Linked DNA regions of Mus musculus: regions 2 and 3 are each linked to region 1. The links are chromatin contacts, called in public Hi-C maps. All regions are on one chromosome and are shown on one strand. The core of a region is the stretch at or near the end of the contact, and the rest is flanking DNA. Distances in the headings are between cores, read along the strand shown. Region 1 has its middle 56 kb from the start of Stac. Region 2 has its middle 58 kb from the start of Dclk3. Region 3 has its middle 25 kb from the start of Gm36088.

What was found. A called contact is a pair of places that touch in the nucleus more often than the background predicts.
Region 2: a contact with region 1 is called in a Hi-C map of the N1E-115 cell line, with 16 times the contacts expected there. The contact joins two enhancer-like sites. A contact is called at or near these places in 1 of 15 datasets of contacts at CTCF or cohesin (embryonic stem cells), 13 of 484 Hi-C or Micro-C datasets (the N1E-115 cell line, bone marrow-derived macrophages, cardiomyocytes and 9 more), 4 of 115 datasets of contacts at active chromatin or transcription factors (astrocytes and embryonic stem cells) and 1 of 9 other capture datasets (embryonic stem cells).
Region 3: a contact with region 1 is called in a Hi-C map of the N1E-115 cell line, with 3 times the contacts expected there. The contact joins two enhancer-like sites. A contact is called at or near these places in 6 of 484 Hi-C or Micro-C datasets (the N1E-115 cell line, bone marrow-derived macrophages, embryonic stem cells and 2 more) and 1 of 9 other capture datasets (embryonic stem cells).

The regions. Positions count from the first base shown.
Region 1 is chr9:111,744,345-111,747,788 of GRCm38.p6, reverse strand. No RefSeq gene overlaps it. Among named protein-coding and RNA genes, the nearest start is that of Stac, 56 kb to the right of the region's middle. Within about 2 kb of position 1,863, at least 3 of the 459 cell types and tissues checked have an H3K27ac peak or open chromatin away from gene starts, as enhancers often do. A contact at or near this core is called in the N1E-115 cell line, where this site is marked.
Region 2 is chr9:111,495,387-111,498,830 of GRCm38.p6, reverse strand. No RefSeq gene overlaps it. Among named protein-coding and RNA genes, the nearest start is that of Dclk3, 58 kb to the right of the region's middle. Within about 2 kb of position 1,565, at least 11 of the 459 cell types and tissues checked have an H3K27ac peak or open chromatin away from gene starts, as enhancers often do. A contact at or near this core is called in the N1E-115 cell line, where this site is marked.
Region 3 is chr9:111,546,998-111,550,441 of GRCm38.p6, reverse strand. No RefSeq gene overlaps it. Among named protein-coding and RNA genes, the nearest start is that of Gm36088, 25 kb to the left of the region's middle. Within about 2 kb of position 1,896, at least 4 of the 459 cell types and tissues checked have an H3K27ac peak or open chromatin away from gene starts, as enhancers often do. A contact at or near this core is called in the N1E-115 cell line, where this site is marked.

The sequences.
Region 1 (3,444 bases), core at 614-3,113:
CTTTATTTCTGGTACTTTTCTAATTGGGTCAATAAACAAATACACTAGTCAGAAACTTGCTCTGCAAGCTTCTACCAAGCAATGCATCTGGAGACTGCCCTGGAGACCCTGGCTTTAATTAGTTTCAGTGGGGGGTCTAGCGGCTGCTCATGTCTTTAGAATTTACAGTGTCCCATGAATTTAGGAAATGGTGACTAACAAATGTCTCCAAAATGAAGCATCTAAAAGTATAGTCTGATTTTGTTGTTGTTCTCTGGACATTATTCCTCATCAGACAGTATCCTTCTCAGTGATCTACTTTACAAAAGAATTAATTTCTAAAATTGAGGAAATTTTGTTTTGGCTGTAGCATTATTGAGTAAAAGTAATAGCCCATGTGTGTCATGTTAGATGGGAAAATCAATAAATCATGGGCATACATAGATTCTATGCAGGGCCAATTTGACTTTTAGATAAACGTAGATATACTGTCATAAAAAGAATCCATATGTAGAGCAGTAGACTCATTACTGTCCTAGTTTTGAAGATATTCATATATGGAGGAAGGCTGAGGATGAGATTCAGTTGGTAAAGTGGAGTGATTGTCTAGTATGACTGAAGACCTGGGTTTTATCAGCAGCACCATGTAATCCCTGACATGGTGCCTCATACCTGTAAATACCACCACTCAAGAGTTGGAGACAGGAGGAGGGGGCTAGCTACATAGTGAGTACTTATAAGATATATAAGACTCCTCCCTTTCTCTCACACACACTGATAACACCGTTAATAACGTTTGTATTTCAAATACTGCAATATAAGTGAATTTTTATAAATCGGAACTCTCCTGTGTATACTAAAGGTGAATGTCTGGTATACGAGTAACTAGTGCAATTAAAGCTAAATGAAACTATGTAAATATGGGGGTAGCAATCACTTCTCGGTGTAACAGAGAGGCACGCTGACTTGGTAAGCAGGGAAACGAGACAGTGACATTCAAAAGGAGCTCCTGGGAGTGTTCCTCGTCCTACGCAAAGGGACCCTGGAGACTCTGTCCCTTCATGATGGTCAGAGAGCGAAGTTCCAGAATCCAAAGATGTTGCCACAAGTCTTCCCATCCATCAGTGCAGGAACCAGGTCCCTAATTCACCCACTTTATATGCATTAGTCCCACTGAGAACCGCTCCCAGGAGGACATCAGCCTCCTGCCTTGAACGTGACCAGGCACCCTGAAGAATATGAAATAATTTTGAAGTGCCTCGAAATTCACAAACAGAATGGCAGAAAATTTGGGGAATACATGGAGTGGCCCAGGCCTGATCCTTGGCTCACCCCTCTGGCCATGGCTCAAGACATTGATGATGATGCCGTGTTCTCTCTGCAATGCCAGCTCCATCAGATAACCTAGCCGATGTCAGCCAACTTGTGGACCTTGCAAGGTCCCTGGGGAGCGAGGCCTGGCCTGGCACAATGCCACTGTCTCCTCTTTCTATGAATCAAAAAGTCCATGCCCAGACAGATTCAAGGGATAAGCAGACACGGGCTTCCTCTCGGGTGGGAAAAGTTACATACTTGGTGAGCAGAGTTACCCATAATTGGATTTAAGAAAAAAAAGAAGAGCAATCTGTTCCTACAAACAATAATTTGGCATGGTTCTGTAATCCTCAGGGCACCCTCAAGTCTGAAGATAATCCTTACTTGTAAGGGTGGACAATTAAAAGCAGAGAAACACCTGCATCCCAGGACTGAGACTTGGATTCAGATTCAGGAAAGCCAGAATGAAGGCTCTTGGTGACGATTTCTCAGTACCCAATTCAAAGGCATCCCTTCCCCTTTGCCACTGCAATAAACAAACCAAGCATACCCAAGGGCCTTCCCAGGATCCTCTGGGCGATTAACAGCTCACCTGTGCTGGCCTTAGCCTTCCCATGTAAGGGCTTTCACTTTCTTACTCCGTGAGGATCTAACTTAAGTCTTTACACTTTCCCAGAAAGCACTTTAGAAATGGAAGTACTTCTGGTCATAAATTGCTTTTATCTGTAATGTTTACAAATTTTCAGTCATCCACTACTATTATTCTGATTCCTTTGTTTCACTTGTAGAGTTGTGTAAAAGGCTCCATTTGGAGTCTGGTCTCATGTGAAGGGGTTAACTTTCTCCCAGAGCAGCTAAAAGCAGAGGCTTTGTTGCCAAAGCCACTTAGCCAGCTCTCAGGGTTCTGGCAAATCAGGGTTTTTTTGTCTTGTAAGTGCTAATTTTTAGCTTTAATTTATTCCCATGTCAACCAGCATCAGTACCTGTGACCTGCTCACCTCGTGGGATTCTTTTTATAGCCGCTTCATTAACTGATTCCTATGTTATCCCTTGGGAGCAAGAGATGTTCCTGCTGCTGGCCATGCCCCAGTGCATGAAAGCTGCTGCCAGCAGGGGTTGCCAGCTCTCCCTCTGGGGTGGAGACAGTTCCAGAGAGTGATCTTGGAACTGACTGCTTGCCTTTCTCATCTCCTTATTCTACTGTCCTATTGAGATGTCTTTGCAAACTACATAAAACTTTCAAACATGCCTTAGTTTTGCTACAGAGGCCCGAGAGAATGGCTCACTGAATAAAGCTCTTGTTGCACAAGTAGGAAGACCTCAGCTCAATCCGTAATCCATGTGAAAAGCCAGGTGAAGTGGTGTCAGTTTGTAATCCAAGCATCGGGGAGATGGAGACACATGTGTGTAACACCTGAACATATACATGGCCTGATTTTCAATTTCTCATAGTCTTTGTGTTTAATACGCAAAGATGCAGATTTGAAAAATATTAACTTTATATACTTGTGATGGTTTGTATATGCTTGGCCCAGGGATTGGCACTATTAGAAGGTGTGACCTTATTAGAGTAGGTGTGTCACTATGGGTGTGAGCTTAAGACCCTCATCCTAGCTGCCTGGAAGTTAGTCTTCCACTAGCAACCTTCAGATGAAGATGTAGAACTCTCAGCTCTGCCTGCGCTATGCCTGCCTGGATGCTGCCATGCTCCTACCTTGACAATAATGAACTGAACCTCTGGACCTGTAAGTCAGCCCCAAATAAATGTTGTCCTTATAAGAGTCGCCTTGGTCATGGTATCTATTCACAGCAGTAAAAACCCTAACTAAGACAACACTTTTGGAACAAGATTTTATCAAAGATTACAAACAAGTGATATGTTCAGATTTGTAGTTTAGAATCAATAAAGGGGCACATTAAAATAAAGGCAGCATAAGGAGCCTTGTGAGTGTGTCAGTAACTAAGTCCACTGAGAGCAAGAAGGGTATATGTATTGAAGAGTCAAAATAAATCGAGGAACCGTTTAATGTATGACTGAAGAATAGGTATGGAAGAAGATATAGTCATTGTGATAGCTAGCTGCAATCGTCAACTTGACGTCACCTAGAACAGTGGTTCCCAACCTTCCTAAAGCTGTGACCCTTTAATACA
Region 2 (3,444 bases), core at 316-2,815, 250 kb after region 1:
GAATGTGTCTGTGTGCTTGGCCTATCTATATGTCTATGCATTGTATATGTCCAGTGTGTGAGGAGGCCAGAAGATGGTGTCAGATCCCCTGGAATGGAAGTTACACATGGTTGTGAGCCATCATGCCGGTACTGAGAATTGAACCTGGGCCTTCTAGAAGAGCAGTCCGTGATCTTGGAGCCATCTCTCCAACACAAAATCTCAACATTTCTAAGGTACTGCCATATGCAGGAATAAAAACATATTTTCATCATACAATGATTCGCTAACAATTTTTCAGCATGTGGAAACACAGCTCTAGGGTTGTGATCAATAGAATCGATGTTTTGGATATGTCTAGCTCATTTTAGTTTTCTAATCTTAAAATGTTGGCTGACCCTTAGCTATTTTTAAAGGTTGCAGCGGTACACGGGTCTCTTGTCTGTCAGCAGCTGCTATTAGGGGAAAAAAATGTACAATATGAGCAGTTCAATCTCAAGATCTTATCTCTTCCTTCATGCTGGCCAGTTCTAAGTTAGCCTGATCTAATCTTTTCCCGACCCAAGAATTGGGGCTGTGGGTGAGAGAAAGAGCGAGCAGTGGGGAGGGAAGAAGGGAGAGAGAAGAGATGGAAGAGAAAAGAAAAAAGTACAAGAGGAAAGAAGGAGAGAAAGACTGATGCTCTCGGGTTGATGTCCAAGCCCAACCTTCTTTTTCTATTTATCTATCTCAATTTCTATCTCACGCCCTCTCTCCTTTCCCTCCCTCTCTCAGAGAATAAGCACAAATAAACCCAAAGGACTCAAAGCCCTCAGGTGTGGCAGCCCTCGGGTGTGGCCGTAGCTTACAGCTGACTCCACATCACCCGCCTACCACCCTGCCAAAGAATCCCCAATAGCAAATGCAACCCAAACTTGTGCCCTACTGAACCCAGAAAATGTGTTTCCAAGAAGCAATTTGACAGATCCATCTTAACTTTGAGAACACGTCTCTCTGGCTTGCTCAGTGTCTATGGCAAAGCAGACATTTTTAAAATGCAAATAGCATGCTTGTACTTTTCTGTGAACTTCTGTTCCTAAGCTCCTTCTGCAGCCCCTCTCCAACCTTAATCATCCTTCCAACTGTAAGCCTTTTCTCGTGACAGCCCCTCCTCTGAAGTCCTCTTCACCTCTGACTCCAGCACTGCCCACCCTGGCCCCTGGTCCAGCCACCCTGGCTTTCACCCTGCCCTGGGATGGAATCAGGCTATGCCAGGGCCGAGCGCTGTAGAGGCTTTTTATCACCACAAGCAAGAACATCTTGTTCTGATGATACAGCCCTTATCTGTCAGACAGAAATATCCCGATTTGAGACATTAAACCCAGCAAGGCAGAAAATGAGAAAGATGCTAAGCCAGATTGTCAGAAAAGCATTCATCAGAAACCAATAATAGCTACAGTCCCTAGGGTACAAGGTCAGGAGCATGAGCAGCAAGGCATTGTTGTGCACAAGCAAAACTCTACCCTTCCTGATCCAAGCAATGCTACTTCCAAGGCCAGCCACGGCTCAGCGACTCACACGGGAAAGGTGGCCTGCAGTGCTGTATGCAGCGCCACCTGGTGGCTATTTAGTGAGCTGCCAGGCTGCCCAGCCTGAAGTCTATCAGGAACACTTACCTGTTCACCCTTGCTCATTTGTCAAGATGTCACCGGCCCTGGTAGTAAGGGAAAACTCAAAAAACCCTAGTTTAACTTCAAATAAAGTAATTTACTCAGCTTCTTGGCTAAGGTAGATTAAGTCTGAACTCCGGGGCAATAAAATGCTCACCATGCAAGCATTCAGATCTGAACTCAAGCCAAGAACCCCTTCTAAGGAGCTGCACGTGGTGGTGTGTACTTGTATCTCATCACTGAAGAGGTAAGAGCAGGTGGATCCTGGGGCCCATTAGCTGGCCAGCCTATGGGACCCCGGGTCAATTGAGAGGCCTTGTCTCAAATGACAAAGTAGACAGGACCTGAGGCTATCCTCTGGCTCCACACTCACCTGTACACACACACACACACACACACACACACACACACACACAGAGGCACACACAAACACACACACACACTTCAGATTCTTATTAGGATGTCCACAGAGATTCTTTACTTAGTTAAGGATAGGGCACTAGTATCTCCAGCTAGCGGTGTTCACAATAGCCATGATAATGTACAATCCTAACCAGGGTAATCCTGGCAGACAAGACAGGCACACTGTTCTGGAAAGTGCTCTGGAGTCTGCTTTAGTGTAGTCTACTTTGCCCACTTCAGAGCAGGCAAAGCAGGTCAGTAGGCTCTGCAGACCCACAGCTGGGAGGCTCGTTGTAAGCCTCTAGCTTTCTCTGCTCCCGGTTGCCTTTGTCTCCTTGGGTTCCTATAGGAGCTCTTTGGGTTCCTTGGCCTTTAGGATGTTTGGCAAAAAAAAAGATGAAGAACCAACTTGGGGGTCAAAGTTTGTCCTTTTCCTGCCTTAGCAATGAGGAGATACTGATGTCCCAGAGCTGGGGGAGGGGCTGCTGAGCGACAGTGCCAGGCAGAGTCACTGCTCTCAGGAGCATCTCTAAGGCTCTCAGGCATCAGGCAGTGAGACATGTGGAGGTCCTAAGACCTTAGGTAGTAACAGGGCAAAAAGAGCTAGGGACCCAGGAACCCAAATGCCAGGGCACCTGGCCTCACCAGATCCTGAGGTGCCCTAAGGGTGGACAATGGGGCAGTCTCAGCAGCTACCTATCCCTGGAAACAGAATGATCCCGGGTTCGTATAAAATAGAGACTGAGAACTACTTTTCACTCTTAAAAGAACAAATACAGAACATAGTCCAAAGGCTCAACAGTAGCCCGGCCTCCTGCCTGGAATGAGTGTGGATGACCCAATACTCCAGTGGGGTACACACCAATTACTCCAATACTGAGGTGGCTGAGGCTGGAGAATTACAAGTTTGACACCAACATGGCTATGTAACAAGACCTTGTCTCAAGCAAAACAGGAAGTTAATAAAATGCATCACCACCTCCTGCCCACTGCAATGCACCAGCAGCAAACTGCATCCTCCACCATCGAGCTCAGCCGCTGCGTCAGTGCGATTCCAAATGCCAGGAGCGCCACCTGCTGCTCAAATGTGGAAAGTCCAGTTTGTCCTTCATCAACATAATCAAGTTCTCTGTAAGATTTTTAAATGATTTGAGGGTGTTTGTTGTTTAAATAATCAAAAAAAAATGTTAACACAAATACACACCAAGTATCAAACTGATTATAGAGAAAATTGGATTCCAACGTAGGGTTTATTTTGCATTTTAGGGGATACTGGGAAATTCTGCCAGAGGTCAGCTAATGTCTTCGGAGGCATTCACATCAACAGAGGCCCAAGAATTCAGCTACATGCTTCACACTGGTCATAGAAATGGAGCGAGTGTGTCCCATCAGGGTTTCAAGAAACCCTGTGTTG
Region 3 (3,444 bases), core at 647-3,146, 200 kb after region 1:
AGCTTCACATGGTGTGAAAGACTGTGGGAGGTGCAGGGACTAGGCGGAGACCTTGGCTGCGTTTCAGAGGATCAGCTCCCAAGACCCATAGCAGCTGAATCACAACTTCACAACCCCTATAACTCCAACTCCAGGGCATCTGATGCCCTTTTCTGGCCACCTCAGGCATCTACACATAGGTTCATTTACACACACACACATACACACCACACCACACCACACCACACCACACCACACCACACCACACCACACACACACACCACACACACACATACCTCCCATATTACAAACAACACACACACACCACTCACACCACAACACACACACGCACACACATACACCACTTACATACCATACACACCACACACAACACTCACACCACACACACATACATACACATACCACAACTAAAACCTAAAATAAATTTTTGCAGTAAAAGGTTTCAGAGCAGCCCTTGAGCCCACACCTCATCAGACTCTGGGCACTGCCACCTCTCTGTTCCTGCTTTCCTCAGACCAAAACTTTCCACCTCTTTCTCCTCCTAATATGACCATGACAGTAGGTGACATTTATTATCAGACACTACACAATCAGTGTCTAACATGCTATGGCTTTGCAGGCCTGGCCCATGAGGACCTAACCTGGAACAGTATCTCGAGATTTCCTGGCTCCGGGTCTGGTTAGCTCACAGAGAAAGCTCATGTGGGAATTGAATTGCAGAAAGGACGCAGCTCCCATTCTCTCAGTGCTCTGAAAATTGGGAGAGGTACATGGCACCTAGGAGCTGGCGCTGTGTGTCCCTCAGTCCCGTGTACCTCTCACCATTAGCTTCTGCACACATAAATGTGACTCAGCTCTGCATGTGAGCACTGAGCTGAGCTTACAGGTAAAACATGCAGGACCCCCTCTGACCCTCAGGAGTTCCCACTGTCCTCACACCCCACCCAGCCGACCTGCCTGGCTATTGGAGTGCTGAATTACCTTTTAAAAATACTGTATTTCTCTCTCTCTCTCTCTCTCTCTCTCTCTATATATATATATATATATATATGTGTGTGTGTGTGTGTGTGTGTGTGTGTGTGTGTGTGTGTGTGTGTGTGTAAGAGGGAGGTAGAGGGAGGAAGGAGAACCAAACAGGACCGTGTGTGTCAGCGTATGCATGTGGATGACAGATGAGAAACTCAGGTGACCTTTGTTTATGTTAAACTGCCTGGCCTGAGGCCTGCTATGGATTCTCCAGTCTCTGCCTTCCATCTCTTCTTTGGAGACCTAGGATTACAGATGAATGCTACAGAGGATTCTGGGAATCCCAACTCAGATCCCACACTAGCACCACACTCAGAGCACTTTATGCACTGAGCCATCTCTCCAGCCTGACACACCCATTTCTTTAGGGCACTGCTCTCAGCCTCTTCTGCAAAGCCAGACTCTGCCATCTCCCACTGGGAGCATCCAGGTTTCTGCCTCAGCTATCCTCTCATAGGAAAGCAGACATAATCACACAGGGCTTGCAAGACAGAGACAAGGCAGGCATGGGAAGACAGGGGAGAGCTAAACAAACAAACAAACACACACACACACACACACACACACACGCATGAGCACACACAAACATATCAAAGGAGCAAGGTCAGAGCCAAGTGACATCTTCAAGATGGAAATAAACTTCCCTAAACAAATGATCAAGATGATTGGTCATTTATAAAATCTTTACAGCTTTTATAAAGAGAAAGGTGTCCAGGTCATAAACCAAATATATGAGGGAGAAACAAAACATGGGTCTTCTAGAGAAAAGAAACCACAAAAGCCACAGCAGGATTGCTGGTGGGGTCAGCTGTTCAGAGAAAAATGGCTCCATTGTGGAGCTGACAGACAGTTGACAGACCCTAGAGCCAAGAAGCCAGACGCCCTGTGGATAATAAATCTACTTTCAGAACCTACAAACTTAGTAGAAGTGGTGACCTAGGAAGGGAGTGCCAAGATCATTGAAACTTGGCACAGAAGATGCATGGACTGTTTGGATGCGGTGCTGTGGATCAGGCTTCTTCATCGCCCATGGCTGCATGGTGAGCTTGGGGACGCTATCTCTAAAACCAAAACAAGACAAAGAAACGGGGGTAGGAGGAGAAAACGAAGAGCTGAGAAAACAGAGAGCTGAGGATGTAGCTCATAAGGTAGAGTGCTTAATATGTTTGTGTGTGCTCATGCGCGCGTGTGTGTGTGTGTGTGTGTGTGTGTGTGTGTGTGTGTGTGTTTGTTTAGCTCTCCCCTGTCTTCCCATGCCTGCCTTGTCTCTGTCTTGCAAGCCCTGTGTGATTACGTCTGCTTTCCTATGAGAAGATAGCTGAGGCAGGACCCTGCACAAAACCAGGTTCAGTCCCACACACCTGCAAGCCCAGCACTCCCGAAGTGGGGCAGGAGGCTCAGAATTCAAAGGCACCCTTGACTAAGGGATCGATCAAGGTCAGTTTGGGATCTGTGAGACCCTTTCTCCAAAAAACAAAAACATGACAAGCGAGATGATTCAATGGGCAAAGGTGCCTGAGCTCAGTTCCAGAGCACACAGACACACACACATCACACACACATCACACACATATCACACATGCTCACACACTTATACACACATACATCACACATACACTCACAAACACACACATCACACACACATGCACACCACACACATATACACACACAAACACACACATCATGCATGCATACACACACATCACACACACACAAACACACACATCATGCACACATACACACACACATCACACATACATACACACACATACACACATACAAAATTTTTAAAAATTAGATACAAGAAAAGACAGGAGCATGCCCTATCTTTATGAACGTCCTGCCAGTTCCTGGTGACTTCTCCTGCTGAGAAGCCAATGGCACTGACTCAGGGATCGGCCTTTGATTAGGTCTCCGGGGAATGAGAGACTGCAATGTTCCAAGAATAAGGCGGAGTCCTGCACCCTGCTTACATACCTACGAACAGGAGCATAAGCAAATGCACTGAGAACTGTAATGTTCAGAACAGACCCAGAAATAAAACATAGCTTTTCAACTCAACAGACTTGGGAGACTCTGCTGACAACTTCTGAAGTGTCCGGCACAGGAGAACCAAGAGTGAAACAAGTAAACAAATAAACTTGTTCCTCTAAAACCAAGTGGCTTGGGAATCCAGGAACTCTATTTTTGAATCTTATGAGTGGAAAATAGCTTTTGCTCAGTGCTGTTTATAACGGCATATTGCTGCTTCAAATGGCATAAAATTAGAAACAGCCGAGATGTGGGGCAAAGGGAATGGGTCCACTGGGACATAATGAGATGATGCGATGCGGAGCATCTCTGCTATAGGATACAGTGGCCTGTCTCTTCTAATAAATAGTGTGTGTGAACACTGAGAGAGACTGAGAAAGAAACCTG